Regions from separate parts of the Mus musculus genome. Here all the other regions are linked to region 1. A link is a contact called in public ChIA-PET, HiChIP or PLAC-seq and promoter capture Hi-C data. All regions are on one chromosome and are shown on one strand. Each heading gives the region's core, a stretch centred on a gene start, on an enhancer-like site or on the middle of the called end of the contact. The rest is flanking DNA. Distances are from core to core; before and after follow the strand shown.

The links. Promoter capture Hi-C pulls out the DNA fragments that hold promoters and counts their contacts. ChIA-PET counts read pairs in DNA pulled down with a chosen protein or histone mark. HiChIP or PLAC-seq counts read pairs in DNA pulled down with a chosen protein or histone mark.
Region 2: a contact with region 1 is called in an RNA polymerase II ChIA-PET map of memory CD8 T cells, with 95 read pairs. The contact joins the promoter of Arpc2 here to the promoter of Tuba4a in region 1. A contact is called at or near these places in 3 of 39 promoter capture datasets (liver, neutrophils and pre-B cells), 4 of 115 datasets of contacts at active chromatin or transcription factors (bone marrow-derived dendritic cells, bone marrow-derived macrophages, memory CD8 T cells and 1 more) and 2 of 9 other capture datasets (adipose tissue and liver).
Region 3: a contact with region 1 is called in an RNA polymerase II ChIA-PET map of memory CD8 T cells, with 23 read pairs. The contact joins the promoter of Aamp here to the promoter of Tuba4a in region 1. A contact is called at or near these places in 1 of 39 promoter capture datasets (liver), 1 of 484 Hi-C or Micro-C datasets (CD8 T cells), 3 of 115 datasets of contacts at active chromatin or transcription factors (astrocytes, memory CD8 T cells and pancreatic cancer cells) and 2 of 9 other capture datasets (adipose tissue and liver).
Region 4: a promoter capture Hi-C map of the HPC-7 cell line shows a contact between it and region 1. The contact joins the promoter of Tmbim1 here to the promoter of Tuba4a in region 1. A contact is called at or near these places in 2 of 39 promoter capture datasets (the HPC-7 cell line and liver) and 1 of 115 datasets of contacts at active chromatin or transcription factors (pancreatic cancer cells).
Region 5: a contact with region 1 is called in a promoter capture Hi-C map of erythroid cells, with 4 times the contacts expected there. The contact joins the promoter of Ctdsp1 here to the promoter of Tuba4a in region 1. A contact is called at or near these places in 4 of 39 promoter capture datasets (erythroid cells, liver and pre-B cells), 2 of 484 Hi-C or Micro-C datasets (CD4 T cells and liver), 4 of 115 datasets of contacts at active chromatin or transcription factors (bone marrow-derived macrophages, memory CD8 T cells, pancreatic cancer cells and 1 more) and 2 of 9 other capture datasets (liver and pancreatic islet).
Region 6: a FOXA1 HiChIP or PLAC-seq map of pancreatic cancer cells shows a contact between it and region 1. The contact joins the promoter of Vil1 here to the promoter of Tuba4a in region 1. A contact is called at or near these places in 1 of 484 Hi-C or Micro-C datasets (liver) and 2 of 115 datasets of contacts at active chromatin or transcription factors (bone marrow-derived macrophages and pancreatic cancer cells).
Region 7: a contact with region 1 is called in an RNA polymerase II ChIA-PET map of memory CD8 T cells, with 22 read pairs. The contact joins the promoter of Cnot9 here to the promoter of Tuba4a in region 1. A contact is called at or near these places in 8 of 39 promoter capture datasets (the C10 cell line, the HPC-7 cell line, HPC-7-derived erythroid cells and 3 more), 1 of 484 Hi-C or Micro-C datasets (embryonic stem cells), 4 of 115 datasets of contacts at active chromatin or transcription factors (astrocytes, bone marrow-derived macrophages, extraembryonic endoderm stem cells and 1 more) and 2 of 9 other capture datasets (adipose tissue and liver).

Annotation. Positions count from the first base shown.
Region 1 is chr1:75,217,526-75,221,592 of GRCm38.p6, reverse strand. It overlaps Tuba4a (tubulin, alpha 4A), which reads left to right and starts at 2,299. Exons shown (of 4, transcript NM_009447.4): 1 at 2,299-2,400. The coding sequence starts at 2,398. It overlaps A630095N17Rik (RIKEN cDNA A630095N17 gene), which reads left to right. Exons shown (of 3, transcript NM_001243090.1): 3 at 1,020-1,498. The coding sequence ends at 1,133.
Region 2 is chr1:74,234,608-74,238,674 of GRCm38.p6, reverse strand. It overlaps Arpc2 (actin related protein 2/3 complex, subunit 2), which reads right to left and starts at 2,158. Exons shown (of 10, transcript NM_029711.2): 1 at 1,776-2,158. The coding sequence starts at 1,849.
Region 3 is chr1:74,282,907-74,286,973 of GRCm38.p6, reverse strand. It overlaps Aamp (angio-associated migratory protein), which reads left to right and starts at 2,236. Exons shown (of 11, transcript NM_146110.3): 1 at 2,236-2,471; 2 at 2,933-3,088; 3 at 3,761-3,880. The coding sequence starts at 2,351. Pnkd (paroxysmal nonkinesiogenic dyskinesia) reads right to left here and starts at 1,940. Exons shown (of 10, transcript NM_001039509.1): 1 at 1,837-1,940; 2 at 964-1,132. The coding sequence starts at 1,903.
Region 4 is chr1:74,302,584-74,306,650 of GRCm38.p6, reverse strand. It overlaps Tmbim1 (transmembrane BAX inhibitor motif containing 1), which reads left to right and starts at 2,315. Exons shown (of 12, transcript NM_027154.5): 1 at 2,315-2,528. All of the region lies in intron 2 of Pnkd (paroxysmal nonkinesiogenic dyskinesia), which reads right to left.
Region 5 is chr1:74,389,375-74,393,441 of GRCm38.p6, reverse strand. Ctdsp1 (CTD (carboxy-terminal domain, RNA polymerase II, polypeptide A) small phosphatase 1) reads right to left here and starts at 1,833. Exons shown (of 7, transcript NM_153088.2): 1 at 1,478-1,833; 2 at 16-164. The coding sequence starts at 1,544.
Region 6 is chr1:74,407,555-74,411,621 of GRCm38.p6, reverse strand. Vil1 (villin 1) reads right to left here and starts at 2,238. Exons shown (of 20, transcript NM_009509.2): 1 at 2,186-2,238.
Region 7 is chr1:74,503,764-74,507,830 of GRCm38.p6, reverse strand. It overlaps Cnot9 (CCR4-NOT transcription complex, subunit 9), which reads right to left and starts at 1,771. Exons shown (of 8, transcript NM_021383.5): 1 at 1,370-1,771. The coding sequence starts at 1,393. Usp37 (ubiquitin specific peptidase 37) reads left to right here and starts at 2,010. Exons shown (of 24, transcript NM_001310662.1): 1 at 2,010-2,171.

The sequences.
Region 1 (4,067 bases), core at 1,050-3,549:
ATACACATTAGCTCAGGGTGCCATTCACCCCCTCCATGCTCACTTGGGTCTTCTTTGGCTCCCCACTCATGGACAGACATATTGCAGGGAAATGTTCTGATGATTAAAGGAAGAGCATGCTTCCTGTGAACCCTGATGGGGATTAAAAGGCATAAACTTCCGGAGACCCTGCCTGGACCCTCCCTCCTTTGGACCCAGCTGTCCATCATTACTATATAACTGCAATCAACCATAGCCAGGAACACAAGCTGGTGAAAATTCCGAGTCCTAGGGACTCTTCTGACATGGAGGTGACTTGGAGGGTACCTCAACCCCAAAGTCCTTGATTTTTTTTTCCTATGCCAAACACCATGAAGATCCAAACAAAACCTTTCTTCTTCTGTTTGTTTGCTTTTTGCAGTTCTAGGGTCTGAACACAGGGCCTTGTACATACCTAGCAAGCTCTCTACCACTACGCCGTACCCCCTAGCAGAATAAAACATTTCAGAGAGGGACTTTGGTCTATCAGCTGCTCAATTGCAACTCCCTGAGGGCCCCATCTCTGAAGTACAACAGTTCATTGAATGAATACATGCTTATCAAATGTCCCAAGTACCATACTAAAAACCAGGGACCCAAAGAAGGACGCAGCATAGTCCTTGCCTTGGCTCATAAGCTACAGCACATACAGGTGTGCTGTGCATATACTAAGTGTGAGTGGAAGCTGTGGGGGCTCAGGTGGCTCCTTATACATTGCTCTGCTAGCCTTGTACACAATCCTGTGCCTGTCTGACCTCAAGACTGAAGTGGTTACCTCAGTTTTACAAAGAACGGAATCTGAAGGCCAAACAGGTTTAGAGTTTTGCCTAATTGTTCAGATCTTTTTCTATCCCTTGTGCCGTGTGGGTTCATAGGAAACGAGAAGATCTTCAGAGTGGCCACTGTGTCCTGTGATCATCAAGACTCATTCCTTTGCACAGACCATGACCCATGATTGCAAGCGGCTTAACCAAATGTCCGTGTCCATTTTCTTTTTACAGAGGAGACCCTCTCCCAACCATGGTGCTAGGGATCAAACCCAGAACTTCACAAATGATGACAGCATGCTACCAACCGAACTACACACTCAGCCTCTCCCAACGAAATTCTCCTAACCAGATGTCAAGGACTAGAAAGAGATCTTGTGAAATGTATTGTATTCTTTTCTATGACTTCTCTTAAGTCAAATGCCACTAGCTACTTTGTTGATAGAACGTCTGCCATTGCTGTATATATTTCGGCCTTGTGTTATGCTGACAAACAGCTCTGTCCCTAAGAAGAGAATGGAAGCCCATGCTGGTGAAATCTTTTTCAAGTGATGACTACCTTAGGAGTCAGAATTTTTATGGCCATGAAAACCAGCACCTGGGCTCCTCCTGAGGGATTTTTTTTCCGGTGGGGGTGATGTATGTCTGAGAAAGCAGAAATAGTTTTTAGAAAGGCCTGTCCTAGTACGAAATGGAAATAAAACGTAGAAAGGAGGTATCTCTTCGACTGTACAAGCCAAGAACTCAGTGACACTAAGTCACTTGCCCAAGGTTGCATAAGGCCGACCGGATGCTGTTCCAGAGGCTCCAGGTTCTGTGCTCCACCGCAGCAGGTAGGTGGTCGAGGCGGGGAGCTAACTAATAGTGACGGCGCTAATGACGGAGCCTCTGACCAGCGAGTGGCCTGGCCGGTGAAAGGTGGCAGATTCTCGCGTCGGCCCTCACAGATTGGCTGCGCCGCTCGGCTTTGAGGGATAGTCTACCGGATCGGCACCCTGGGGCTCAGGCTCTGTAGTTCTAGGTCCTCGGCCTCCTACAGGTGTGGGCGAAAGCCTACCAACTCGGCCGGGGACCAGCAGGCGGCGGTCTGCTGTAAGGGGGTCTCGGGCGACCAGTCCCAGCTGCCCAACCCGCCCGAGCCCGGGAGGCGACGCTGGGAGGACAGCGGAGAAGGCCGGGGACAGCCGCTTTTGAAGGATTGCTTGAGCTTCATCCGCCCTAAATCGGAATACCTGCACCATGAGCGTCTACATGACGCGGGTGCATTCGAGACACGCTCCGCCACCGCACCCTGCGTCTCTGCTTCGGACCTTCGGAATCCGGGACATCGGCTCAAAACTAGGAACGAATATGGGCCGCTGCTTCTAAGCCAAACCCGACAGGTGAGAGAATCCGGAGCGGCAAGGGGAGGGGATACGCCTAGGTTTCACTCCCCTGGTGGCCACCTATCCTGACGGGGATGTAGTCTTTAAACCACCCCGCCCCATGGTGGGCGGGCTGAGCGCGCAGGTCCCGCCTCCTGCCTATAAGAGCGGTGCGGCACTGCAGCTCCGCAGATCTCACCGAGACCCGTGACCCCGACTCTACGTGAGACGTACAGCCCAAACTCATCATGGTGAGTGAGGCCCCGCCAGGATCTCTCCGGTCCTATAAACAAATGTCCCGCTTCTCTGGGGGAACCTTCCACTAGAGATCTGAAGACCCTTTCCTTAGCATTCCGAGTTTCCAGGAGATGTAAGAGTTTTGCACTTCCCCCACCTCTCCCGGTGACTTTGACCTAGTGTGTTGTCCACCTTCAGAAGCTGGGGACTGAGGGAGGGTGTTTCACTAGCAGAGAGGAGCCCTTCTGTAGTGTCCTCCTGCCCTACCAAGCGTCTGTGTTCCAACCCTCCTGAGGGGAGTCACGAGGTTCCGTACCCAGTGCTCTCCTCCGGCAGCAGAAGACCTGCTCAGCTGCCCCCGCCACCCATACCCCCTGAGTGAGTCCCTGGAACTGACCGAACACGTGCCTGGCGCCGGTTGGTTTAAGGGGTTACTTGGTACCGCACCCCGTCTTCCTCCGTGTGCCTTCTTCCCATCTACACCCCCCACATGACTCAGCACCCCCTCCTGAGCCAGGAGGGGTGGCGGGAATGGGGTTCGGTCTCGGGAGGCCAGCGGGCCCCTCCTACCCGAGTGCGGGTGCTCGCGGGTGCTCGGAGAACAGGCAGAGACAGCTGGCGCTGATCGACAGCCCCGGCCTCGGCCAGGTGGCGGGGGAAGGGAGAGAGGTGTATGAAGGGGTTTGTATTTATAGCCCGGAGCGGGGGCAGAAATCCAACCCGAGCTTTCAACTGGGAAGTAACTGGAAAGACTCCAGTGGGAGAGCAGACGTAGGGCCCAGGTACAGATGGCGTTCCCCTGGCTTGTGCAGCAAGGCGGGTTTCCTCAAGGGCCTCCTAGCAGGTTCCACTTCCTTTTCTGGGTATTTAGAAATTGTCGTGCCCCACCCCGCCCCCACGCGCCATTTGGTTGTGAAAAGGGAGGCGCACAGGTTCTATAGACCTGGGCGTTGCAGGGGTTAAATTATGGACCACCTAGATGTAGCCTTAAGTTGCCAGGGCTCCAGTATGTATACCTGTATTGCCTGCCCCTGCCGTCAGCGTTTACCCGTATTATCGCTGCTATTTCCATGTGGGCTGAGGCGAGGATGGAGGTGGTGAAGCAACGCAGAGTGTGAGGGTGGAGGTGGGGAGAGGAGCCAGATGGGATTGATCCCTCAGGGCCAGATGGAACTTAAAAGTGGAGGTTCTAGCATCCTGAAGGCCAGAATGGTCAGTTGATACCAGATGGAAGGTTGAGACACCTCTTTGCCCACAGGAAAGAAGGGGAGAGGGTTGTGAGAATTTTCAAGGCAAAGATTAACCAGGGAGGAAGCTGCTGGCTATAAACTATAAAACATATTTCTAGACGCTGCACGATCTGGAAGCAACTGGAAAGTCTTCTGTCTCTCGGTGTCTATCCCTCTCTGTGTCTTTCTCTCCCTGCACCCTTATTATAATTGCTGAAGCCCTGCCTGTCAGGTGTGCATGTCCTCTCTGTCCTGTGTATCCTGTGGATGTAACAGGATTATACAGCTCTCACTTGGTAAATTCTCTACTGAGAAGTAGGCTAAGGGGTTGGTCTGCCCTGCTGGCTACCTCCAGTCTGGGGAGCCCTGTGCTGAGGAGACTGGAGAGGCTGCCAGCTGCTTCTGACCACCATGAGTCCCAACCTTACCATACTTTTACCAACTGAGTAATC
Region 2 (4,067 bases), core at 909-3,408, 980 kb after region 1:
TTCCTCCTGTCTCCTATGAGCTCCTGAAAGCTGGAGTTACAGTTGAATGTGCTTGGACTACAGGCATAGACCACCAACCACAGAACTTTAAGGAGAGTTTTCTAAAAGAAAAAGGGCTACAGAAAGTTCTGAATAATGGGTCACATCTTAGAATCAAGTTATTAATAAGTAAGTGTGAAAGTCCTCCTCCATTTAAAGGCATGCCTCCACTTGAACACACACAGCCATTTATCTTGTAGATCAGCTTGTAACCACCCAGGACTCATTCTTTGCTAGTCAAGACTTGAGAATGTATGTATTAAGATCAGCAGTGAAAATGCAGAAGTTATTTTAACTTCCTCCTTTGTGCTACACTAATTAAAAAAAAAAAAAAGCACGCACCCCCCTCACCCACAGTAAGTGCCCTGTGTTGACTAACTCCAAAACTCAAAATGCAAAGAAGCTGCAGACAAGAAACAAGTGAGGTGCACAAATGCTCAACTGCAGTCCAGGGCAGGAAACAGCATGACACTGAATGCACCAATTCAAGGAATGTCCCATTTTGTTTTGCAGGTAAAATCTGTAACCTTACAAAAGAGACGGAGCAGACAATGTATTCCGAGTAAGTAGTGGGTTCATGCTTTCGATGTCTGTGAACCACAAGTTCATTACAAATGCTTAGAATTAAAGGGGGAGAATGAATGAATTCCCCCTCTCCCAGTCCTCTTCCCTCTGTGGATCGGCAAGCACTTTCCTATTTCTAGTTCCTAGTTCACAGAAAACAGCCTGCACTTATTTCCTAACTGTGAAACCAAAATGTGAAGCCCCACCTTTACCAATGAGGAAATGAGGCAAAGGAATGGCCACAGGCCACCATAAATTAGAACCTAAAACCCAATTCCTCTGCTCAGGTTTTAAATATATTAGAGAGGCAACGCGGCTTTAAGGGAGGAGTTTGCTTTTTTGTGTATGACAGAGAGGGCTGGAAATACGTCCCATATATTAAGATGCTGATGTTATAAATGGTTATCTTAAGAACTTTATAGATTCTGGGAGCAGAAGCAGCTATTAACCCAGTCGGCATTACTACAGAAGAAATCAAAGACCGGGGTCTTTGATAAGAATTTAAGACACACAACCAATAAGTAAATAGAGCAAGCTTGTCTCGAGAGCTAAAGAGAGTGTGGATGGAGAACCGTTGGCTTTGCCTAAAGGATATATAACAAAATGGCTAGTTTCACAGTAGGTTAGAGATTTTTTTTACCCCCCTAGCAGCCTGGGTCTGCTTTCAGTCTTGCCTCCTGCTTTTCCTGGGGTCTCGAGAGATGGGGGTGGGGAAGCAGAATGCTGGTGGCGATCTGGGCCTACACGTTCTTCCCACCTCGCCCTGGGAATTCCTGAAAACTCCATTCAATCCAGCTTCCCCAAAAGGGTCTCTCTGGGTTCGGTACAATGACGGAAAAGACAGAGGGAAGTGCACCCCTCTCTTCCCCCCTGAGGACCGTAGGCTCTCGGGCGTGACTTCTGGCCTCGGCTGCCCTCACGTCCTACAGGTCTCCTGTTCTCTGGCACGCCTTGCCCCTGTCCTCTCGCTGCTTCCGCATCCCTATCTCAGCCTCTCCCCACGCATCTCAGGCCCTCGGCTCACCGCGCCCCGTGGCTTCCCACGTCCATCCTGCCAGGGAAACCCTGAAGCCGCGCCAGGTTCCCGATTTGTCCCCCTCTAGGGCTGGGGAGCTGGACGCCACCCGGGATTTAGCTGGGGTCAACTCGGCCTCCTCCCGGCGTGCGCTTACCCGGCGGCCGCGTTCTCGAACTTGAGCGCGAGCGTCTCCTCGATGATGCGGTTGTTCACCTCCAGCAGGATCATGGCGGCGGCTGCCCCGGGCAGGGGAAGGAGAAACAAGGGCGGTGAGGGTGGGCAATCGAGGGTAGGACGGAGGGAGCGGCCCCGCTGCCCCTGACGAGGGGGGCTGGGTGCGGTAGGTGAGGGGAGAAGGGGACGGGGAGCGGGGTGGGGAGAGGCGGACACACGCGCTGGCCCGGCACGCGCTGCCTGTAGCAGGCAGCCACCACCCGACCGACCTGGCCCCCGAAGCTTCAACCCGCCTGCCGAGCCGCCGCCGCCTCCGCCGCCGCCTTACTTGACGATCCCGGTCCCCGCCCAGCCCCCGGCTCCAGCCGGCCACTTCCGCTCTCACACCCACTTCCGCTCGCCGCCCGCACGCGCGGCCCCGCGGCGCCATTTCCGCTTCGACCTCGCGCGTGCACTCGCCCGCAAGCGCGTCCCGGTGAGGAGGCAGGCAGAGGGCATGCGTGCGCATGCGCCACACGCCGCCCCGCTCCTCCTGACCAGGAGAGTCCTACGCTCACCTGTCATTCCCCGTTGTCCGTACAATCCACCTGCCCCTTTCGCGAATATTCCAGAAGCCTGATTCCACCCTTCCGATATTATTTCAGAAGCCCCCTTAAGAAGCTTGTTTGGGGTGGGGGGGATCCCTTGCTTCCAACTTGTGGGTGCTTTTTGCTCATTCCGTGCTTAGGGCTACCCTGCAGCACCGTTGTGCCTATTCTTCGCCAGCGACTGTTTAGTGGCCATCTCTCCTTCCCAGGGATACAGTGATTAATGCAATAGATGAGGACTTGACCTTCTAAAGCTTATGGTCTGCTAAAAGAAACGCAATAAAAGCCCGGCGTGGTGGCGCACGCCTTTAATCCCAGCACTCAGGAGGCAGAGGCAAGCCTGGTCTACAAAGTGAGTTCCAGGACAGCCAGGGCTATACAGAGAAACCCTGTCTCGAAAAACCAAAACCAAAAAAAAAAAAAAAACAAAAACAAAAAACCAACAACAACAAAAACGCAATAAATTCCACGTTGTTATTGGGCAATAAAGGAAAGGAATCCAGATGGGCCTTAGGGATTCCTGTCATACCTTTATTTCTTTGCTTAAGTGCCGCCACCGCCACCTGTCCTTTCAGCTTGGGTACCATGTTTCCACTTTTTTCTCTTCCAGGAACAATTTTAATTAAGCCTCTTCTCCATGCAATAAAAAAAAAAATTTTGTTTGATATTGATCAGAGGACACCTTTTGGTAGTCAGTTCCCTTCTCTCTCCAACACATGGATCCTGAGAATTGAACTCAGGTCATCGGGCTTAACAACAGGCACAACTTGCTGAGCCACGCCCTGGCCCTGTTTGTCCAGATTTTTGAAAGAGGGACTTGCTCTGTAGCTCTGGCTAGCCTTGAACATGTATTGGTGTCTCCAAGTTCTGGGATTCTCAGTTCACACCAATATGCCTTTCTTACTTCATTTCAGTTGTCTCTAAAAAAATCTTTTTTGCTGCTTGTGGTGAGGCATACTTTTAATCCTAGCACTCGGGAGGTGGAGACAGGCAGATTTCTGTGTGTTCCAGGCCAGTCTGTTCTACACAGCAAGTTCCAAGCAAGCCAGAACTGCATGGTGAGACCTTGTCTCTTGTCTCAAAGCAAATGAACAAATATGGAATTCTAAGATTTATTATTATAGGGAGAGTACATGTGCATCGTGGTTGTTGAGTGGAGGCTGGAGGACAGCTTTTGGACATTGGTTATCTTCTTCCACTGTGGAATCCTGGGATGAAAGTCAGGTCATCAGCCTTGCCTAGCAAGTACTTTACCTGCTGAGCCATCTCTCAAACCCCAAAGCACAAATGTGTATGCTAAGCAATAGAGTCCCACTAGCTTTGCTAAAGATGACACCTACGACGTGTCTAATCTTTGCCTGAGTTATTATTTTTTTTTCAAGAAGTTGACAACAGCATCGTCTTTCTCACACTGAGGCCATAGGCCCCTCAGGTTTAGGCAGGTTTCTGACAGCTGACCTGTCACCTACAGAGGGACAAGACTCCACCCTTAGAAGGTATTTGTGCTGCCCTTTTCTGAGCATGCACAATCTGAAGAGAAGTAAAGTTTGCTTTGGAAAGCACAGCCTACCGGTTCTTACTTGCTTTTTCTTGCTTGAGTCACCTTAGCCCAATCCTTAGACTACTTCCTTCCTTATTCCATAAATATCCCTGAGATCCCTCTTCTGGACTCCACACTGGGTTGC
Region 3 (4,067 bases), core at 987-3,486, 930 kb after region 1:
TACCTGTCCTTTGTGCTGAGTGCTGGAGGGACCCCACAAACCAGAGCCTCCTGCTGCTGCCTGCTTTAGACAACCGTAATAGTGCTCTATTACATCCTAGCCAACTCCAAACTCCTAGGCATAGTACTCAAAGCCCAGTGTGGTCCTACCTACCTCTTCATTTCTCCTCTGACGGCTGATATTCATGAGTCTCTTCACTTGTGTTGAATGCTTCTGTGTGATAGCCTAAGTAGCCCAGGCTTGCTCTGAGTTAGCAAAGGACCTCCCTGCATACACTGTCTCATGTCCCGTGCCAGACCTCTTTATTTTTCTTTATGGTGTTAAGCTTGTGCACAACCACTAAGGTACATCGACCAACTCTCAGTCTTAGCAGCTACAACTGAAAGAGGGCATTGGTAAGGGCCAAAGAACAGGAAGCCACAAGAGCTGGTGACAATCACAGCTGGGAGCCTCTGTTCCCTCCTTGGAGGGATGGAAATGCAAGGTTTACCTCAGAAAGCTTCAAACGTTATATGGCAAAGTATTGTCATACCTCAGACATTGGATGGAAAAAAATGTTAATTTCCCTTCCTTTTACTTTAGTGAGTGATAATCAGTAATATGTATTAAGGCCAGAATCAGATCCACAGAATTCACAGAAACACGTCTAGCTTCTACACAACGCAATCTGACACTTAATTACTGGGATTGGAATGTGACCCCTGCTCCCAAAGGGAAGGATGAATCCAGTGACTCAAATTCAAATCAGATCAGCTCAATTTGCTCCACAGAAAAGCCACTATCCCCCAATTTTACATATTTTTCCACCCTAGCCCCCCCCCCCCTTCTGAGAGTCCATCCCTTGACTCCAGCAATTTCCTTCCCTTGGATTCAGCTCTCCACCCGCATTTCAGAGAAGTTTCTAGGTCCCCACACCTTTCAATGCACTCCCCACTGGTAGGCAAAGGGAGCAGTTAAACTCACCAGGCTAGCCCCACGGCTTTCATGGGGTTCTTGCCCCTCTTTCTGGGAATGTATTCTAGCTCAGGGGAGAGGGGCTCGGGCTCCTCCTTGCATTCTGGTGAGCTGTGGCTCTGCAGTGCTCTGGTCCTGTTCTGGGAAGCCTTGTTAGCTGTGGCTCCAGAGAGGATCCCTGTGAATGAAAGTATGGCATGTCAGTATGGGAGATGAGGAAGGGGAGTGACTGCAGTCTGGAGTAACAAGTGCAGTGAAGAATCTAAAGAGAAATGGGAAAATCGCCATCGGGTGACACCTTTGGAAGGCTACTTAAACGTCACTGCGGGCTCCTCACCCTGGTGCCAAGGCAGTGAGCTTCGCTGCTGTTCTATTCAGAAGTCAGGCTGGGAAGGACTGCAGAGGAACTCACCGGAGACATACGTATGAAGGAAATCCGGGGAACTGTTTTAAAACTGCAGGACCTTAAGCTATCCTTAAGGATAACTAACTCCATCCCGTCGAAGAGGAAGCTGAAGCCCGAAGACGAGCTGCTTCGCACAAGGTCAAACCGCTAATTACTCAGTGCTAGAACTCAAGCCTCCAGATGCCCAGGGCTCTTTCCTCTGCACTGCGGTGAGTGTGAAACCCCTGGGGCGCGGGAGTCTAAAGGTTTCTTTGGTACCCTCTCTAGCAATAAGACCCTAGACACGCCGCGCAACCTAAACGCAGGAGTTGGACTGGGTGACCTCTAGAGCATCTTTTCACCCCCAGACTCTCTAAGATCTTGCAGAGAGGTGTGGGCAGCAATTGGCATGCTGACTTCCTGCTGTCGCGCTGGGTGGGATATAAAGGAAACGGAATCTTTTAAAACCCTGCCCTCCCGAGGGTCCCTCTCCTTACCCCGGAGGACGCGGGCATTTCTCGCCCCCCGGCCCTTCAGCGCCGTAGCAGCTACCACCGCCGCCATGTTCGGGTCCCACCCCCCTTCACTGCGCTCCCCGTCGGGAATTGTAGTTTGCGTAAGGGGCCTCCCCCGCGCCTTCCGTCCTGCCTACAGAGCAAAAACTACATTTCCCAGAAGTCCGCGTAGCGGGCCCCGGAGAACTACTCCTCCCAGGAGACCCTGGAGGCGCGCACGCTCGCTTGTTTCCCTTCAGCTGGGGGCGGAGTCATGTAAGGTGGAGCTTGGGCTCTCCCGCCACGCCCCGGCCTGGTCATCCTAGTTCTGCCTTATGATTGGCGGCTCTGTTAGTCCACCACTGTCGCCATTGGCCCGGATGCCGTCGCTCTTTCGGCCGGGAGTCACCTACGCCTACTTCCTCCCGGGAGGAGGGGCTCGAGTTCCGCGTCGTCGCGCAGAGCTGACTCTGGGAGGCGTTTGGGCCCAGAGAAGTGGATCGGTAGCTTTCGCCGCATGGAGTCCGAATCGGAGAGCGGAGCGGCCGCTGACACCCCGCCTCTGGAGACTCTGAGCTTTCACGGAGATGAAGAGATCATTGAGGTGGTAGAGCTGGATCCAGGCCCGCCGGACCCGGGTGAGAACTGACGCTCCTGAGGCCACGGGACAAGAGGCGCTCACCCCTGGCCTCTGACCCCTGCTTCTCCCCAGTCCCCCCTCCCCCCTTCCCTACCGGTCGTTCCTACCGACATTTCTCTCCCAGACCTCCTCCCCTACCCCCCACCTTTAGTTTCTAGGCCTGGCTGGGTGGGGGTTCCCTGACGCCTCCCCTAGCCCTTCCCCTCACACACCCCCTTCCCATCATGCCCTCTGTCCTCTCTTCCCACACGGTCGCTGGCCAACACCAGATCTTCAGACCTAGCCTCTCTCCCCCTCCCCGCCCCCCAAGTGCTCTCTTCCTGCTCGGTACGTGTGAGACAACATCTTAACCTTTGGCCACACGACCCACCCTAGCTTCACCTTTTTCATTCTTTAACCCTTACCCCATTCCTTGTATTATCTTTGGAGCTCCATCTTTTAACGCTTCTCTCAAAGCAGATGATCTGGCCCAGGAGATGGAAGACGTGGACTTTGAGGAAGAGGAAGAAGAAGAAGAGGGCAATGACGAGGGCTGGGTCTTGGAACCCCAGGAAGGGGTGGTCGGTAGCATGGAGGGCCCGGATGATAGTGAGGTCACCTTTGCATTGCACTCAGGTAGGCCTTTGAACATCTCAGATCAGTGCAGATGGGCTTTTGAGTATGGCCTGTTGGTCCTAGGCAGCTATTATAAGAGACCAAAGTGAAAGCCACCTACTTTGGCCTGCAGGATATTCAAAGGAAGGGCCATAGGGCACTGGGGTTAAGTGTGACCCCTGGGTTCAAATCCTACCTCTGCTGTTTAGCAGTCTGTCAGCTTTGTTAGCTTTCTGGATCTTGGTATTCTTTAAAATATATATATATATATATATATATATAAAATCTTGTATGAAAGTGAATGGAAGTAACCTAAGTGGAAATTAAAGGTAGTTTACATTCCAGAAGGGGCATTAATAATAATCTCGGATGCCAGCCTCATGAAACTCTCATAACTTAATTCATACCTAGCCTGGTATGGCCTGTCCTGTCAGCTGTGCACCTCAGAGAACGTGGTAAGGGGAACAGCACAGCAGGGGGCTATGCTCCAGAGGAGGTCACAGCTCTGTGGGCTCTGGAAGGGTTTCTCTAACAACCTGAGGCTCCAGACAAGAACTGGATGCAGCTGTCCCAGGAAAGAGCAGCTATGGCTTTGGGGAAAAAGGGAGTGTGCTTCCTGAAGGTTCTGAAAGACAGAGCTCTAGGTGAGAACCCGGTTCCATCCCCATTCTCATGGACTATGTCTTGGGACAGCGTCTGTGTTCTGTGTGAGCCTGGACCCCAAAACCAACACCTTGGCAGTGACAGGGGGCGAAGACGACAAGGCCTTCGTGTGGAGGCTCGGTGATGGAGAGCTGCTCTTTGAGTGTGCAGGTGAGAGGCTGGGGAGGTTGTGTTCCTTTGGATGTCCTGGCAGGGGGCCCCTGAGAATACCCAGCTGCCGTTTACCAGCCTCTGTCTTGTGCCGGATTCAGGGACCCACAATGGAAGAACTGTTTGGCAGGCATTTGGACAGGACATGCTAATAGGCCAAGAGAGGCTGGCTGAGATGAGCATGGTG
Region 4 (4,067 bases), core at 1,066-3,565, 910 kb after region 1:
TCAGATCCTTGTGCCTCAGCCTCAGCTTTCTGAGTGCAGGGATCCAGATGTGTGTCACCCAGCCTGGGTTCTGTTGATGCACTTTTTTTTTTTTATAAGTAATAAGGGGTAGGACAACAGGAGCTAAGTTCCCAGTTTAGCAACGTCAAAATGTACACCACCATGTGGAACTGAGACCATCCTGCTTCAAGTGCAGAGATGTACCACATGATGAGGTCAAACAGGGACTGAATATATGGTGCTGGGCCCACAAAAATCATTATTTTGTTTTGAGGTGGGGGTCCCACTCTAGCCCAGGCTAGCCTTAGACCTGCCGTGTAGCTGAGAATGATCCTGATCCTTCGGCTTCTACTTCTGAATAGACATTCCTAGAAAGAAACCGAATGCTCACCAGAGCCTTTGAGCAGGCTGATTAAGAGACTAGAATTCCAGTGACTGTGTAGAGGGTGGAATGTTTGCTGGTCCAGAGCCTCGTTACAATTGATCTTGGGTTGTCTTCAGCCCCTAAATAGCCATTCCTTGCCTACCTCTGTGGCCTAACATTCAGTGACTAATAGATGAAACCCTTCTATCAACCCAAAGGCTGAGTCTCATCACACAGCCCTGAGGCCTAGAGCTATAGTTGAGATGATCCATTTTGCTATAACTTCCTACTTAGTTTTTCCAAATGTCCATTTGAAAAGTGCCTCAACTAACACTTTCTTTTCTACCGATATAAAAACTTTATCAAACTTAGTATGGTTATGCACACCTTTAATCCCAACACTCAAGAAGCAGAGGTAGGCAGTCTCTCTGAGTTCCAGGGTAGCCTAGTCTCCATACTGAATCCCAAGTCAACTAGAGTTACATGGTGAGACCCTTAAAACAAAACCAAAACCAAATCAAAACACCCCTGTGGTGGTTTGAATGTACTTGGCCCAGGGAGTGGCACTATTTGGAGGTTTGGCCTTGTTAGAGTAGGTGTGGCATTGTTGGAGGAAGTGTGTCACTGTGGGCATGGGCTTTAGGACCTTCATCCTAGCTGCCTGGAAGCCAGTCTTCTAGTGACTTTCAGATGAAGACTTAGAACTCTCAGCTCCTCCTGCACCACGCCTGCCTGGATGCCGCCTTGATGATAATTGCCTGAACCTCTGAACCTGTAAGTCAGCTCCAATTAAATGCTGTCCTTATAAGAGCTGCCTTGGTCATGGTGTTTGTTTACAGCAATAAAACCCTAATTAAGATGACTTTCCAACCTCCTCAAAACTTCACCAAACGATTCCCATGTTGGAACACAGACTTTTGGATAACCTATATTGGTTTTCTCTGACCATGGCCACATATTTGGCTCCTCTTAACCTCTTTGAGGTAAGTTATTTTATTATTAACATTCCCAAAATATCTGGCATTACGGGCACATGCCACTTCCACTGTTTATGCAGTGCTGGAGATGGAACCCAGGACTGCTCGCACCCTAAGCCAGCATACTGCCAACTGCTATAAGATTATTTTTACTTCCCAGTCACACATAGTGAGCTGTTAGTGTAAACACACCATGAGGTTTGCAAAACAGAAATTTCCTAACCTAGCACATCCCTGTCATTAAGTGACACATGACTGATTCCAAGCATAGCTTCGGAGTCTCATGCCTGTGTTTGAAGTTTTACATTTGAAAAGGGCGGTTAGCTTACAAGCACAGAATTCTTAGTCACCACAGACTTTTTTGTGACTTAAATTTTTCTTTTCTTTTTTTTTCTTTCTTTTTTTTGTGACTTAAATTTTTTTTTCACGAAATAAGAAGTTTTAAGAATGAATTGATATAAACATAGCATAGCCATGTGATACAATATTGTGCATCATTGAAACTATTCTTTTGTTGTTTGGTTTTCCTGGCATGGGGATGAAACCCAGCTGGGTCTCTCACATGGAAAGCCAGAGATCTACCACTGACCTACGCCCCTAGACCGAAAGTGCTGAAGATCAGTTAGTGACAAAAAAGAAAAAGAGGGAAAAAAAATCAGTGAAATCTGACTATGTGAAACCAGGGTCAGTAATTGCAACACTTGGGCTGAGGCCGGGTGACAAGTGCTGGAGACCAGCCTGAGGTACATAGCGACATCGCTCTTTTACCCAGAATACAAACAAACAAAAAAACAAACCCAATAACAACTTTTAAGACAACAGGATTAGCTCTAAAGCCCCTAGCGCAAATCGCTGATATGTAGGCACTGATGACGCATAAATAGCACTTCTTACTGGGGTGGAGTCTGGAATTCATGGAAAGAAGTTATTTTTTTCCCAGTGAGTTTGGGTTTTCGCTGCGAACCGGCGTTGCTTCCAGTAAATGTGAACCACTCACACCTGGGTCGTGGTTGAGGTCTGGAGGGGACCCCAGCGCTCCCTGGAGGTCTCGGGGTGCCGGGCGGCTCCTCCCCACTGGCGGCGGAGAGAGACGGGGCGGGGCACGGAGCCCCAGTCCAGCCCGGCCCAGCCCAGTCCTCGCCAGCGCCCGGAGGCCCAGGCGGATCTCACGGTCCGGAACAGCGCAGGCAAGTGAGGGGGCTGCGGCCGTTGGAGGTGGGGACCCGAGACCGGCGGGGAATGGAAGTGGCCTGGGGCGGCGCTGCGCCCAGGCGCCCGAACTTTTCTGGCACGCGCGGGCCGACTCCGGTCGTGCTCCGGAGCCAGGCTAGGGTCCTTTCGTTCTGCCTGTTCCGGTCTTCACTTTCCATGTGCGCCCGGGCAGGACATATGGCCCGGGCTTGTGGCGCAACCGCATTCGGTGCGCACCCGCGAGCTGACCCGCTTCTTGTAGGGTGCTCCTCTCAGTGGCTGAGTGGCTTGTTTGTCTGAGGACGTGTCCCCCACTCCGGGGCCCCAGAGTGGCCGTGCAGCAAGTGAGAATGGAGGCGGTCATGGTCCTCAGCTGGTGGGGAGAGGGAGGGAGGGAGCCAGCCAGAGGCTTGGAACCCACCCGGGGCTGTTCGAGCTTGCCCTGGCGTCACCAGGCTGCGTAAAAACTGGTGATGAGAATCTGTCTAAGGTGGGGGGTGGGAGGAGGGAGCCCTAGCTCAGAGAAGCCAGCGGGCCAACCTAAGGTCTAAAGAAGAAGCCATTCCTACTCCTAACCTGGCCTGCTCCTGTTCCTTTGCTCTGTAATTCAGAAGCCTACCAGAAAGTACAGTCAAGCTGATGAACTGTGGTTGGTTGGTTGGTTGGTTGGTTGGTTGGTTGGTTTATTTATTTATTTATTTATTTATTTATTTATTTATTTGAGACAGTTTCACTCAGTAGCCCAGTCAAGCCTTGAACTTGTTGCCTCAGATCCTTAAGTGCTGGGAGTATTACAGGTGAAAGCTGTCTTGCCTGGCCCTGGTGACCTCTTTAGGTCAGAATAAAAAATAAAAAAAAAAAAAAAAAAAAAAAAGAAACAGGGAAATGGGAAAAGGGAAAGCAGGTTTGGGAGGGCCAGGAGGGAACCAGAAAAGGAGGAAGGAATGGAAGGCTCTCTGCCAAGGCAGAGCCTGGACTGTCTTCACCAGGTCTTGTTCCCCGGGGCATCCTTCCCCAGTCACTCACTCCACTGTGGCCTATGGGTGGTGGTACCCATGGGGCTGAGGGTCAACCTAAACACCGGATAAGTGGGGAGAGCTGTCATGGAAGGTCTGGCAGGTGTCTGGTTCTCTGAGACTCTGAAATATTTATCTCAGTGGTGAGCTTTGGTTTCAAAGCTGGTGTCTTTGGCCTGGCCAGTGGTGGCTGGGCAAGCCAGGTGCTTCTTTGTGCTGCTTTGTCTGCCTTAAACAGGCCACCATACTCCCTCTCCTCTTCACTTGCCTGTTCTTACCTCTCCAGTCATGGGGCCCTGGTCTTGCTTTATAGTTTCAAGGGAGGTGAGACCATTGCTTCAAGGGTCCTGATTTCCTGTCTGACTTCAGGGCTGCTCATGTAAAACTGGGCAGATCAAAGAGGTAATAAAATATTAGTTGGCAAGTAGTTGGAGAAGCTCATGGGCTAGGGTAATAGGCACTTAGGCTCAGCTTCCTCGGTAAGAATGGGGGATCCTCAGATAGAAGCCATCTATAGCA
Region 5 (4,067 bases), core at 584-3,083, 830 kb after region 1:
CAAATTGCCACAAACCTTAGGGATGGCGCCATTTTCCTCCACCAGCAGGGGAGCCCCACTGTGGGCAGGTAGGGGCTCCCCATCATCCCGGCAGACACAGCAGAAGAGGGAGTGGAGGATGCCCCGACTCCGGGGCTTCTGGGAAACTGCTGACTTCTGGTCACCTGAAGCAAGACGTGAATGTGGGCACACTGGCCTGCAGGGGCTGCATGCACTCCAGTCTCAAATCCCTGAGCACAGAGAATGTGAGCATTCTCCCTCCATCAGGAGACACATGGGGGTGGCTCTGGCTGGCTGTCCTCCAGAGAACCCCGCTTCCATGAGCCCCACCACGGGCCACTTCAGGGCCCCTGCAGCTCAGCGTCTTAAGGAAATCTGGTGTGGCTTTTTAGGAAGGCAGCCACTTTAAGAAGTAGATGGCTTAAGGAGGGGACCGATTTTTCTCACGGTTGGTTCTCAATCATCTGACCCCACAGGTGGACGTTACCTGAGCATCCCCTGCTCTGGACCTTCAGGGCTCAGGGCCCTGTCGTCCACTCCCACTCTCCCTCCATTCTGTCTACCCAGTGAGTCCAAAGTCCCCATTGAGCCTGGGCCCAGAGGCCAGTGTCCCAGGGCTGTCAGCCCCACCGGCCCCACCTCCTTCACCCCGCCCCGTCTCTTTGCAGCGGCCTGTCTAAATTGACAGACCTACCCCCACCAAGCCTCTTCTCTAATCCTTTCTGCCTCCAGGCCACCCCCCCCCCAACCCCCAAAGAGCGAGGAACTGGACAGTGGACAAACCCGGAGTGACTTCCCAATCTTGAAATTCACACAGGGGAGGGAGGGGTGAGCCCCACTCTTGCGAGCCTTAGGGGCTCCGCATAGGCGGGCAGCACCCCTTACAGGGTGGGTGCAAGCGTGCACAGGCCCGAGGCCAACCGGCCTAGCCTGTTGCAGCCTGGGTGTCGCGTGCCCAGCTGGATACAAGGCCCCCAAGTCTGTCTTGCAAGGCTAGGGGCTCTCTGCCTTCGAAGGTGTCGTCTGCACCTCCACGCGTGACGCCCGAGTTTGTGGGAACCTGGCTGTGAGTTAGTTGGCGGGAGATCCCTGCAAGCCTCCCCAGCCCGCTGTCACCTCGGCACCCCTTCCAGACCTCAGCCTGGAGGGGGCGGAGCCTCAGCGGGTGGCCGGGTGGCCGCCTCACCCCCACCTTCTCGTCCCATTGGCGCCAAACTGGGGGAGGGGGTGACGCCCGGGAGCCCGCCAGCCCCTCGCTCGCCTTCTGCCTCAGTTTCCCCACTACGAGAAGCCTCGAGCGCACTGGTGGCGCCAGGCCCCGCCCAGCGCCTCAGACTCTCGCGGAGTTCAAACTCTCTCGGCCGCACTGGCCGGGGCTCGGGCCGGGCCAGGCCGAGGCGCGCGCCCGGGACAGCGGCAGCGACCGCAGCGCGGGGACGGCCCCTAGTCCGGTTCTGCCCTCCCGCCGCCCGCCTACCTTTGCCCCGCAGCGGGCCCCGCGCCTCCTCCTTGCTGATCTGAGTAATGACGGCCGAGCTGTCCATGGGGCCCGGCGCGCTCCGCTCCGGCCGGACTCTGGCCCCGGCGCCCGGCCTCCCCCCCGGCTCGGGCCGGAATCGGGGCGCGGGGGGGAGGGGAGGGTGGGAGGGAGGGATCCCCGCGAGCTTCGGAGGGGAGGGGAGCCAGGTTCTCGGGGGGAGGGGGAGGGAGGGGGCGCGGAGGAAACTTTGTTACAACATGGAGTTTCCTCCCCGCGAGGCGGATGCAAACATGGAACCCGGGCGCCGTTTCAAGGCTTCCCCTTAAAAGGGCAACGGCTTCGGCGCGCCTGGGACTCCGCCGCAGCTTTCATCACTTCTGGGGCCCGGCGGGCTGGGAGGCGGGCCGGGTTGCTGCGGAGATCCAGGGGGCGTCGCCTCTCTTCCTGCGGTGTGCTGGCCGGACCGAGCGTTCTGCGGCTGCGTGGCAGAGCGGACAGCCGTAACCCGCCGCTGCGGGCCACCGAGCCCCGGGACTTGAGGCCCGCCCCAGGCGCCCAGTCGGGGAGTGCCCGAGGACGTCGGGGCTCCACCTCCACGCATTCCAAAGTGCTGACACGATCTGCCTCCGTTTGTTCCTCTGGAAAATGGGATGACGCTAACTTTCTGTAAAATGGGTTTTAGTTTTTTTTTTAATTGAAATATTTTATGTGTATGGCCTGTAAAAATATATATGTTTATGTATGTACTCCACATATTTGTAGTGCACTCTGAGGCCGGACGAGGGCGTCAGATCCCCCTGGAACTGGAGTTAATAGCCGGTGTGGGCCTTAGGAGCGGAAATAGAGTCCTTTTAAGAGTGACATGTGCCCCTGAGCCATTTTTCCAGCCCCTAAAAAATTTAAAGTTATATTTATGTGTGGAGGAGGATACACGTTCTACGAGTGGAGATCAGAAGTTCTCTTCTTCCTCTCTTTGGGAGAGGCATCAAACTCAGGTAGTCAGGCTGGCCAGTAGACACCTTTACCCCCAAGCCTTCTCACCGCCTCTACAATGGGTCTTTTGTCTAACGTTGTGAATATCCCGTTCCCCCCCCCCAAAGGCATTCTTTGCTAGCCCCAGTTATGCAAACTCATCAAATTGTGGAATTGTAGATAGATTGATTTTATTTTTGTGTATGTGTATGAATGCCGGAGCCTTCAATGGCCAGAAGAGGGCGCCATCGCCTGGAGCAGAAGTTGGAGGCAGTGGTTAGCCTTGAGTGCTGGCACCTGAACTCATTCAGGTGGCCTGCATGAGCAGGGACTTCTCTTAACGGCTGATGAACCTCTCCAGTCCTAAATTATGTTCGTGATCCAACTGTAACTATCAGCATTCCCTGCAGTCTCGAGAACATCCCAGGATTGAAAAGTCCACTTCGGCGCCTACCTTTACCGACTGTCCTGTAGCAAATCTCGCCCTCTTCCCCTGCCAAACCCTGGCAGAAGCCGAGCCTCTGCTGCTCAGGGCGCCTTGTATCTTGTACGTGCTGTTCCCTCGGCTTGAAACGTGCCCCTTCGTCCTTGGCAGAGCCAAATCCCATCGAACTAGAAGAAATACCACCTTGTTTAGAGGCCCTCCACCCCCACCCCACCGCCCCTATCTGTGATTATTAGAGGGGCCCCGTCTAGGGCTGGCTGTGCTCCCGAGTGCTCAGGGGACGCCCGCGGAGGGAGGGCCCAGCGCCCGCCCTTGGGCGCCTGAGACCGCAACCGTTCAGATTTTAAACACACGTGTCACCGGATCTGTAGTGACACACCCCAGCCAGAGCCTGAATCTGCGTTTGCATACAGAGCCTTCTCGCAGGAAGCCCCTCAGTTGCGCCGCTCTAGGGCTGCGGTTCGTTTATTTTTATTTTTTATTTTTCCTGTCTTACAAAGTTCCTTTCATTCGCCTTAATTTTAAAAACACGAATGCCCAGCCTTCACACGCACGCCTCACTTCCTCCCCTGGGCCCTGTGGCCGGGTGTGGTGGGGTGGGCGTCCTGTGGCTTCCCAGCAGATAGCGGGCTGGGAGCTTGGCCCCTGCTCTGCGTGCGCACGAGCAGCGAGTGTGGGGCGCTGATCCCTGACCCTTCTGCCCTTAGGGAGCCATAACGCTGCCATCCTTACACCCCAAGGTCTTTGCCTCCCATGTGTTGGTGCCCAGGGGCGCGCGCTCTTAATTGACTCGGGATCCTTGGAACGATCCCCTTCTTGCCTTTATGACAGAAGAGGGGACAGCTTGGGAAAGTGAAGCCTTCAACCCAGGCCCTTCCAACTCTCTCCGAGCGCCTCTTCTTGGCCAAGCCCACCAGGGGTGCCTTCGCTTTCTTACCTGGGCCTGCACACTTCCCAAAAGGAAATGTATGACCCGAAGTTGAATGAGCCCGGGTCCAGCGACTGGGCCATGCAGCTGGCGGCCTCAGATTTCCATCGTTCCTTAACATCCCACCCCCACCTTGACACTCATGAACCTGCCCTGTAAGCTCACACCAGTCCTCAGAAGCCACCCCAAACAAAGACCTATCACCCCCTTCAGGCCTTAGCTGGGGGGTCTCTTCGGGAGCC
Region 6 (4,067 bases), core at 989-3,488, 810 kb after region 1:
TTTCTCTAAGGCTCTCTTCTGCACTCTTCTGGGTGAGGAATGTGGGCCATACCTTGGTGAGTTAGGAGCAGAGGTCTACCAGATGGACTGTCCTGGAGCAAACTGACAGTAAAATAAACTAATGTTACACACAGGGGTGTTTATTGACCAACAGGGAGGGGACAAAGGCTTGCTGCCTCTCTCTGAAGAAAAGTAAGATTCTTAAACAGAAAGGGGCCCAGCCTCCTTAGAGCCAAGAGGGGATGGCTGGTTCTGAGGGGTAACTGGTCCAACTGCTTCTGCTCCTAGCCATGTTGGTCAGAGCAGATACCTCTCCTTCACCCTAGAAGGATCTCCTCAGCTCTCCTGTCTCCCCTAAACTTCAGGGAGGGTTAGAGGGCTCTCATTCTTTAGCTTGCCAGCAAGGACCCTGGGCTGGATGTGTCCCTCAACTTGAACTCATTGGCTCACCCCTGGTCCCCTTTCTACAGCCCTATCCCTGGGGGACACTTGTCACCCAGAGAACCAAAAGTCAGCTACATGTTCAGAATCTTGGATGCCTCCCCCTCCTGTCCTTCTGTTCCAACTGTCTGTCCACCAACATTCTTCCAACCCTCTCTTCTGCCTTCTAGAACAGTAGTCTGACTGCTGCCTTTACACCCAGGCTGCTTCTGCCTTGGCTTTCCCACTTCCTTCATATTCTTCCAGACTCAATCGGGACACACTTCCTCCAGGAAGCCTTCCCAGAATTTTTGGGCTGGCAAGGAGTACTTTCTCAGGGTCCCACTGTGTCCCAGACTGAAACCTTTCTCGTCTCTGACCAGTGATAAAAAGGCCTATTTATATATAAGTCTGAAGTCCCCAAACTCTACCACCTAGACAGACACAGCCTAGAGAGATGAGAGATGAGAGGTTTGGGTTTGGGTTTGGGTTTTGTTTTGTTTTGTTTTGTTTTGTTTTTCTGGTTTTTCAAAACAGGGTTTCTCTGTGTAGCCCTGGCTGTCCTGGAACTCACTCTATAGACCAGGCTGGCCTTGAACTCAGAAATCTGCCTGCTTCTGCCTCCCAAGTGCTGGGATTAAAGGCGTGTGCCACCACTGCTGGGCTTTCATTTTTTTCTTAAAGACAAAGTCTCGCTCTATAGCTCAGGCTGGCCTCAAACATATAGCAATCCTCCTGCTTCAGCCTCCCAAGTGCTCAGATTATACACACTACACACATGAACATCACTCATGCTTGTAGCTACCAACTCACAGCCCATAGTAGCTAGCACTCATACTGGCATTGTGAACTAGGGAACGGAACCTGTGGGCCTTTGGGGGGGTTTAAGTTCTTCTTCTCCCCAGCTACCTATCCTTGCATATCTACTGTCTTGTTGTTCTTGGGGTACAACTGTAGAGAATCCTGGGCGCTGCCGTGGGTTTTAGTTCCAGCTTTTAACTGGACAGGAATGTAGTAACACCATAGACTAGGTCATGCCCTATACAAAGGATACCCTCCTGCTAACCAAGACCTGGAAGCCCCCAGAGGCAGATTCTCCCAACCTCAAGTGACAGGGGGATTTCTGAGCAGATAACCTTGGTCTGAGTGAGTCCCAAACTTCTGGGCAGGTTTGGCTTTCACTGCCCACTCTGATATAAAATAGATCATGGTAACCGAAAAATGGAGGGGCCATTTCTAGGAAAGGGGTGATGTCCAGGCCTAATAGGGCCTAGGACACAGCTCCTGACTCTCCCCCTCTCTCCTGGTGGCTGCAGCTTACATCCCAGGATACATGTGCCAAGGATACGACCTCCCAGGAGTGTCAGGGGAATGGTGACACAAAGAAACCATTTCAGATGTGTAAGACATGAACACAGAAATGAGCAGCCAGAGAGAAGTAGTAAATACAGGCACGGAGTCCAAGTCTCAGGACTGTCCTGATTTTAATTGTAGAAATCTGAGTCCCAGGAGCCACCTTGGTCCCAGGGAATCTACACAGATGAAGCGAAGGTGACTTACAGGAAAGGGGGTCTGTGAACTTCCTTCATTGAAGGCCCAAGACAGCCTGCTGGCTTCTTGCTTCTTTCAGAGTTTCAGAGCACCTTACCTCACCCCCAAACTTATACCAAGGTGCTACAGAAAGCACAGGCTGCCAGAGAGAAGCAAGGACCCTGTCCCCTCCAACCACCTGTGGTCACCATGTGTCCCCACCCAATTGCCTTACCTGTCTGGAAGAGGCAGCCACCACCTGGGAGATCTTAGGAAGTTGTGGCAAGCTGGCTGCAGGAGACCGAACGACCTTTGTCCTCACCACCACCCCCCCCCCAGGAACTTCCTTCACCATATAAGGGAAGATAGGGCCCCAGAGAGAATGGATGGGGGGGTGGGGAAGTAGGTGCCCAGGTCCCTGGGAACCTAGAGCCCAGCAACAGCCTGACAGCCTGAGCTGCCGTGTGCCCCGCCCTTGGCTCTGCAGCTTCAGGGATGGGGTGCACTTCCGGCTAGGACCTGGGCTCTACCTGCAGGTAGGCAACCCCCACCAGGGCTGGCCACCCTCCAGCCCTAGAGAAGTGGCACGGGAGTCGGGGGTGGGGTGTGGCGGGGCGAGGGGGCACTGGATGGGGATGGAGTAGGACTCCTGGGGTCTTGTAGCTGGAACTCAGCACCCAAGGCCAGAGTTCACACTTGGGGTTCCCTTGGGACAGACAGGTGGGGCTCCTGGCACCCCTGCAGATCTCTCCTACTCAGCATGACCCTCGCTCAGTGGGCACAAGGGCCTTTCCCTTCTTCCTCCTTTCTGAGTGAGCCACGACCTCCACTTTTATGAGCTGCCATAAACCTGTGCCTTTGAACCCTGTTCTGCCGCCTGCCTTCTCCTCGGAACAAGGGCCTCCACCTCCCTGCCCTGGACCTGGGGATCTGCCTTGCTGCCCTCTGCTGTAGGTCTCTGGAAACCATGGCCTGCTTCCCCCTCCCTGCCTCTGCCCCCTGTAGATCTTCTGCCACCTTGGAATCGTGGTCTCCTTTAGGAGGGAAAGATGAAGATCGTGTTTGAGGGCAGCCTCTTCTTGACCTTCCCAAGAGCTCTGGAGACTGAATGTGTGTGTGTGTGTGTGTGTGTGTGTGTGTGTGTGTGTGTGTGTGTGCGCGCGCGCGTGCGCGTGCTCATAGTCAGCAAGGACAGTAAACATACTGCAGGTGCTGTTTTGTTCAGAAATAATGTAGCACCCGTTCTTGTGAATGAAAAGGGGCGTCTGTCCACCCAGTTGCAAGCCAAGCGGAAAGGAAAAACTCCAGGATAGATAATCACCCGTGAGTCACTGCTCATAATCTCTTTTGAGGTGTCTCAGATCCCTCTTCATTTTTTTAAAAAAAGATTTATTTATTAGTATATCTAAGTACACTGTAGCTCTGCAGCTGTCTTCAGATGCACCAGAAGAGGGTGTCAGATCTCATTATGGATGGTTGTGAGCCACCATGTGGTTGCTAGGATTTGAACTCAGGACCTTCCTTCGGAAGAGCAGTCAGTGCTCTTAACCGCTGAGCCATCTCTCCAGCCCCAGATCCCTCTTCAGTGTGTGCGTTGTACATGTCTTCAACCAGCATGTGTAAGCACAATGTTTACCAACACATGCACCTTTTAAGTTTCCTTATTTATTTATGTGTGTATGGGTGTTTTGCCTGCATGTATGTCTGTGTACTATGTATGTGGTGCCTGTGGAGGCCAGAAGAGGGTGTGGAACCCTCTGGAACTGGATTTACAGATGGCTGTGAGCCACCATATGAGTCCTGGGAACTGAATCTAGGTCCTCTGCAAGAGCAGCAAGTGCTCCTGGAAGCTGAGCCATCTCTCCCTCCCAACATATACCTTCTAAAAGAATTTACTAATTATTATTATCATTGTAACTATTATGTGAAGTTGTATGTGAAGCTCAGAGAACAACTTTCAGGAGTGGGTTCTCGCCTGCCTCTGTGGGTTCCAGGACTAGACTCAAGTCTTCATTTTTCTATCTTCTCACAGCACATGCTAAGGACAGCAAAGGTCACGCTAACCAATAGCTCAGGACTATATTCAAACTCTATCCAACTATTGTCATTGTTAAGTG
Region 7 (4,067 bases), core at 522-3,021, 710 kb after region 1:
GAGATAGTCTTATTAAATTGCCAGGCTGGTCTTGAACTTGTGATCTGCCTGTCTGAGCTGATATTACAGAGGTGCTGCCACCACCCTCTGGAGGATGTTTTTCTTTTCTTTTTGGTCAGGATATCACTATGCTATCATGGTGGCCTGAACTTTCCATATAGACCAGGCTGGCCTCAAAATTCACAGAAATCCCAAGCACGGCTGTCCTAAATATTTCTTTTTATACTTGAAGTTAAGGTAGTTTTTCATATTTTATTTAGTCATTATGTTACGTTGTCTCATAATGTAATCTAAATACATTATTTTCCTGATAGCATTTCCCCTTGGTGAAACAAAGTGAAACTGGCCTTTGGAAGTGTCTTTAAACTATGCTGCTTCCAGTATGGTTGTGAGTGTAGCCATTCAGTCAGCATTATTTGAGTGCTTACCTTACTGTAGTAGGAACTGTCCCAGTGGTGGGGAAAACAAGTGAACAGGCCTCACCAAATACTTGCCCCTGACTTACAGAGTACAGACAACCCACAAGTAAAAGTAAAATAAAATATAAAAGTCTAGTAATTAAACCGTGGGATCGGTGCTCTATATGAGAAAATGTTGGGGTTACAAGCTACTATGAATATGGTCGGAAAAAGTCACTCTGAGGTAAACTTGTGTGTATGTATGGAGGCAGAGTCCTAAGAAAGACATTCCAGGTAGAGAATATGTAACAGAAAAGTTCATATACTTCTTGGTCGGAGCTTAGGGAGCAAGTGACAAAAACCAAGCCCATAAACGTGACTAAGGACCACATCATACAGGGCTTGTAGGCCAGGGAAGGAGTCTACTTTCTCTAAATTTAACCGAAAGCCATAGTACGACTCTAGGGAGGTATAATACATGATTTGCTTTTCTTGTTAAAAGATAAAACGCGAGGCGTGAGGAAGTCTTTCCTCATGCAAAAAGCAAGTGGCTTGAGCTAGAAGCCCATTTCCGAACCACTGAGATGTGCCTAGGCGAGGAAGTCTAGGATCACGGGACCAGAGCGAATGGCCGTGGCAGTATCCTCATCCCCGCCGACGCCCAGCATTCACAACCCGCGTCCAGATAAACTGACGCCAGGCGCAAAGGAATCAATGAATGGCCTGCTGGGGCAGCGCGGGGCGCGGGACCAGGCCTTGGCGCTGGCAAACAACGCGAGAGGCCGCGCGCCAGGCCAGGAGAGGGGGCGGGAGGGGATGAGAGGGAACAGCGGGGGTCCGGCTCCGCCACGGTCGGCGTGTGGAGACCCCCAGACCTTGCGACTAGGGGCAGGAGCAGCTGGACTCAGGGCCCGGATCTGGGAGCTAGAAAACAGGCTGAGACGGACATCCGAGCGGGAGCAACCACTCACCGCTGCCGTTGCCAGGCTGTGCATGTTTGGAGCGGCCGCCGCACTCCTCCTCCCGCCGGACGCACCGGACCCGCGTCCCAGCTTCAGCGGCTCTGATGCCCAAGATGAAGTGCCGCCATCCGCCTCCGCCTCGCTCCGCCCCCTTCGCGGGCCTTTGACCTCTCACCTCTGACCCTCCGCCCACCCAGCCCTTTCCCGCCTCCCGGACCTCGGCCTAGCAAATAATCTCAAAGTATGTTCTTTGAACCTTCAGATTCGGGATCAAAATGACGTCTGCAAACTACTGGCCCTCGTATCCCCACAGCATCGCAGGTAAATCCTTTGAGAGACGTGAACTCTGACTTTCTCCCGAAGGCCAGACAAGGGCGGGAAAAGGCCAGCAGGCTTGGAAGGACACGAATTGCGCATGCTCAAGCGGTTGCGCGTGAGGAAAATGGTAGGAGGGCCAAAGTTGGTAAAGTGGACGGTGCGCATGTGTATTACAGTGTCGTCACGGCGGGGGCGGGGCCGCCCGGGTTAGGGGCTGGGCATGGTGAGGGGCAGAGCGAATGCTTGAGGGGCGGGACTTGCGCGCTTACGCGCACGCGCCTGGACTGGTTGCGTCGAGAGTGCGTGCGTCCGTACGTGTTTGCGTGTAGTCATAGTTCCCGCCATCAGCGGGTTTAGGTGTGCTAGGAGAGAGACCGGCCTCGCTCTCTGGGGCTAGTAGAGCCCCTTCCTTCCGAGCCTTTCGGCTCCACCCCCTCCGCGGGAACTTTGTGCTTCCGGCAAGCTTGTCCGGAGCTGGGACCCTCTAGCGCAGGTAAGACGAGCCGGGACAGCTTCTGAATTGAGCCGTTTTCCCCGGCACCCCCACCCCACCCCTGCGGTCCGCCCACTCGGCGTCCACTTCAGAGTTCTCCCGGCTGCTGCTTAGCCCGCCCCGGGTCCTTGGATACCCAATGCCTTACAGGTGCCCCGTTCGAGTGTTGCCCCCTTTACTTCTCCTTTAACGCGTCCGTGTTGTCACTTGCTTTCTGCATTCTAAATCTGGCCTCTCTTCACCAAGGTTCAGGTGGTCTCAGCGTACCTCCCTGCAAGGCCTGCTGTCTTTACAGGTGACTTTGTTGCCACATATCCATTAAAACCTTGACTGCGATATTCACACGCCCGCTTGACCATTCTTTACTTTCCTACTCCTCTTAGACATTACTCGCTGAAAGGGAGTGTAATTTTTGTCGTGCCTTTGGTTGCTACCCATATCTAGCCAGGACACTGACGGTGTCTATTGAACCAATTTTAAATCAAAATCTGGAGAAAAATAAAAAGGTAATAAAGTTCCGTGTCGTTGGAGAGTTGTACTGTAGTGTTTTTCAGATATTCCTTTGGCGAGTTAACAGTACCTGATGAGTCTATAGTTGAAAGAACTAATCTAAGAGGGAATGTTAAGGGGGCATTTTGGTTTATTGTGTTAAGTATTAGAGGAGGCTTCTGGGCCAGACAGATAGGCTCTAGTGTGTTTGTATGATGTTTGTCATTTGTCATGTTAATATTTGGGTGAATATTCAAAAGAATAGTGTTGCATACTGGCAAAAGGAAAAGGAGGGACTGAAGACCCAAGGACAGATGTAATCAGTTGGTAAGAAATTTTGTCAGGGTAAATGATTTGGTTTTGGACTGGGGTTCTCCCCTGTTGTACTTCCATTTCTCTCTAAGCTTTAAATTCTGCTATATGTTGATAACTTGAGATTTTCTTATTTTCAGCTCCATATTCAAATAGCCAACTGTCTGCTTAACATCTCAGCTTGATTTTTTCTCCCCTTAGGAATTTCAAATATGATACCTTTAAAAACTGGAGTCAATCTGTCTCTTGTACCCAAATTCTCTCCTTTCCAGTGTCCACTACACCACAAGCGGCATGCATGTCCATTTTGATGACACATAGCCATTTGTTCAGTGACACTGGGTAGAAGCTTGAGAAGCAGTCTTGATTTCTTCATCCTATGTGTTCATATCCTTTCCAAGTTCTGTTTTACTTCTAATATATGTTTTGCATTTATTTCTGACCTTCTTCACTTTGACTTTTCTAATTCAAACCACAGTTCTTTTTCATAGGGACTTGATCTCCCTTATTCCTATTCTCACCTGTAGAATAGGAGTAAGAGTTCTTAGCTTACCTGGGTAATGGGAGGCAGGGGCAGATGGATCTCCGAGTTCAAGACCAGCTTGGACTACAGAGTGAGTTCCAGGATAGCTGGGGTTGGGGGGGTGGCGGTACACAGAAAAACCCGTCTCTAAAAACAAATAAACAAAAGTTCTCACCTTAGTGGATTATTATGAGTGCTATAAACTCCCTAAAGTATTGACACTCAGAATCTGTCAAGTAAGAATTATTATTGTAATTATGAGTTAAAAACACTACTTTCTTATCTGATCTCCCTGGGTTTTGTTTTGTTTTGTTTTTCTTGTTTTCTCTTCTTCCCAAACTCAACACTATCCATTCATTCAAATAACGTATACTTTCTTTGCTTGAAACCCTTCAGTGGCTTTCTCATTGCCAAGGTGCTCATTACTTTAAGATAAAATGTAAAATAATGTTCTGGGGATACAGTTCAGTTGCTGGATGCTTCCCTAGCATGCATGAATCCCTAGGGATTTTTTTCTTTGTTTATTTTTTTATTTATTTATTTTTTTTTTTTGAGACAGGGTTTCTCTGTGT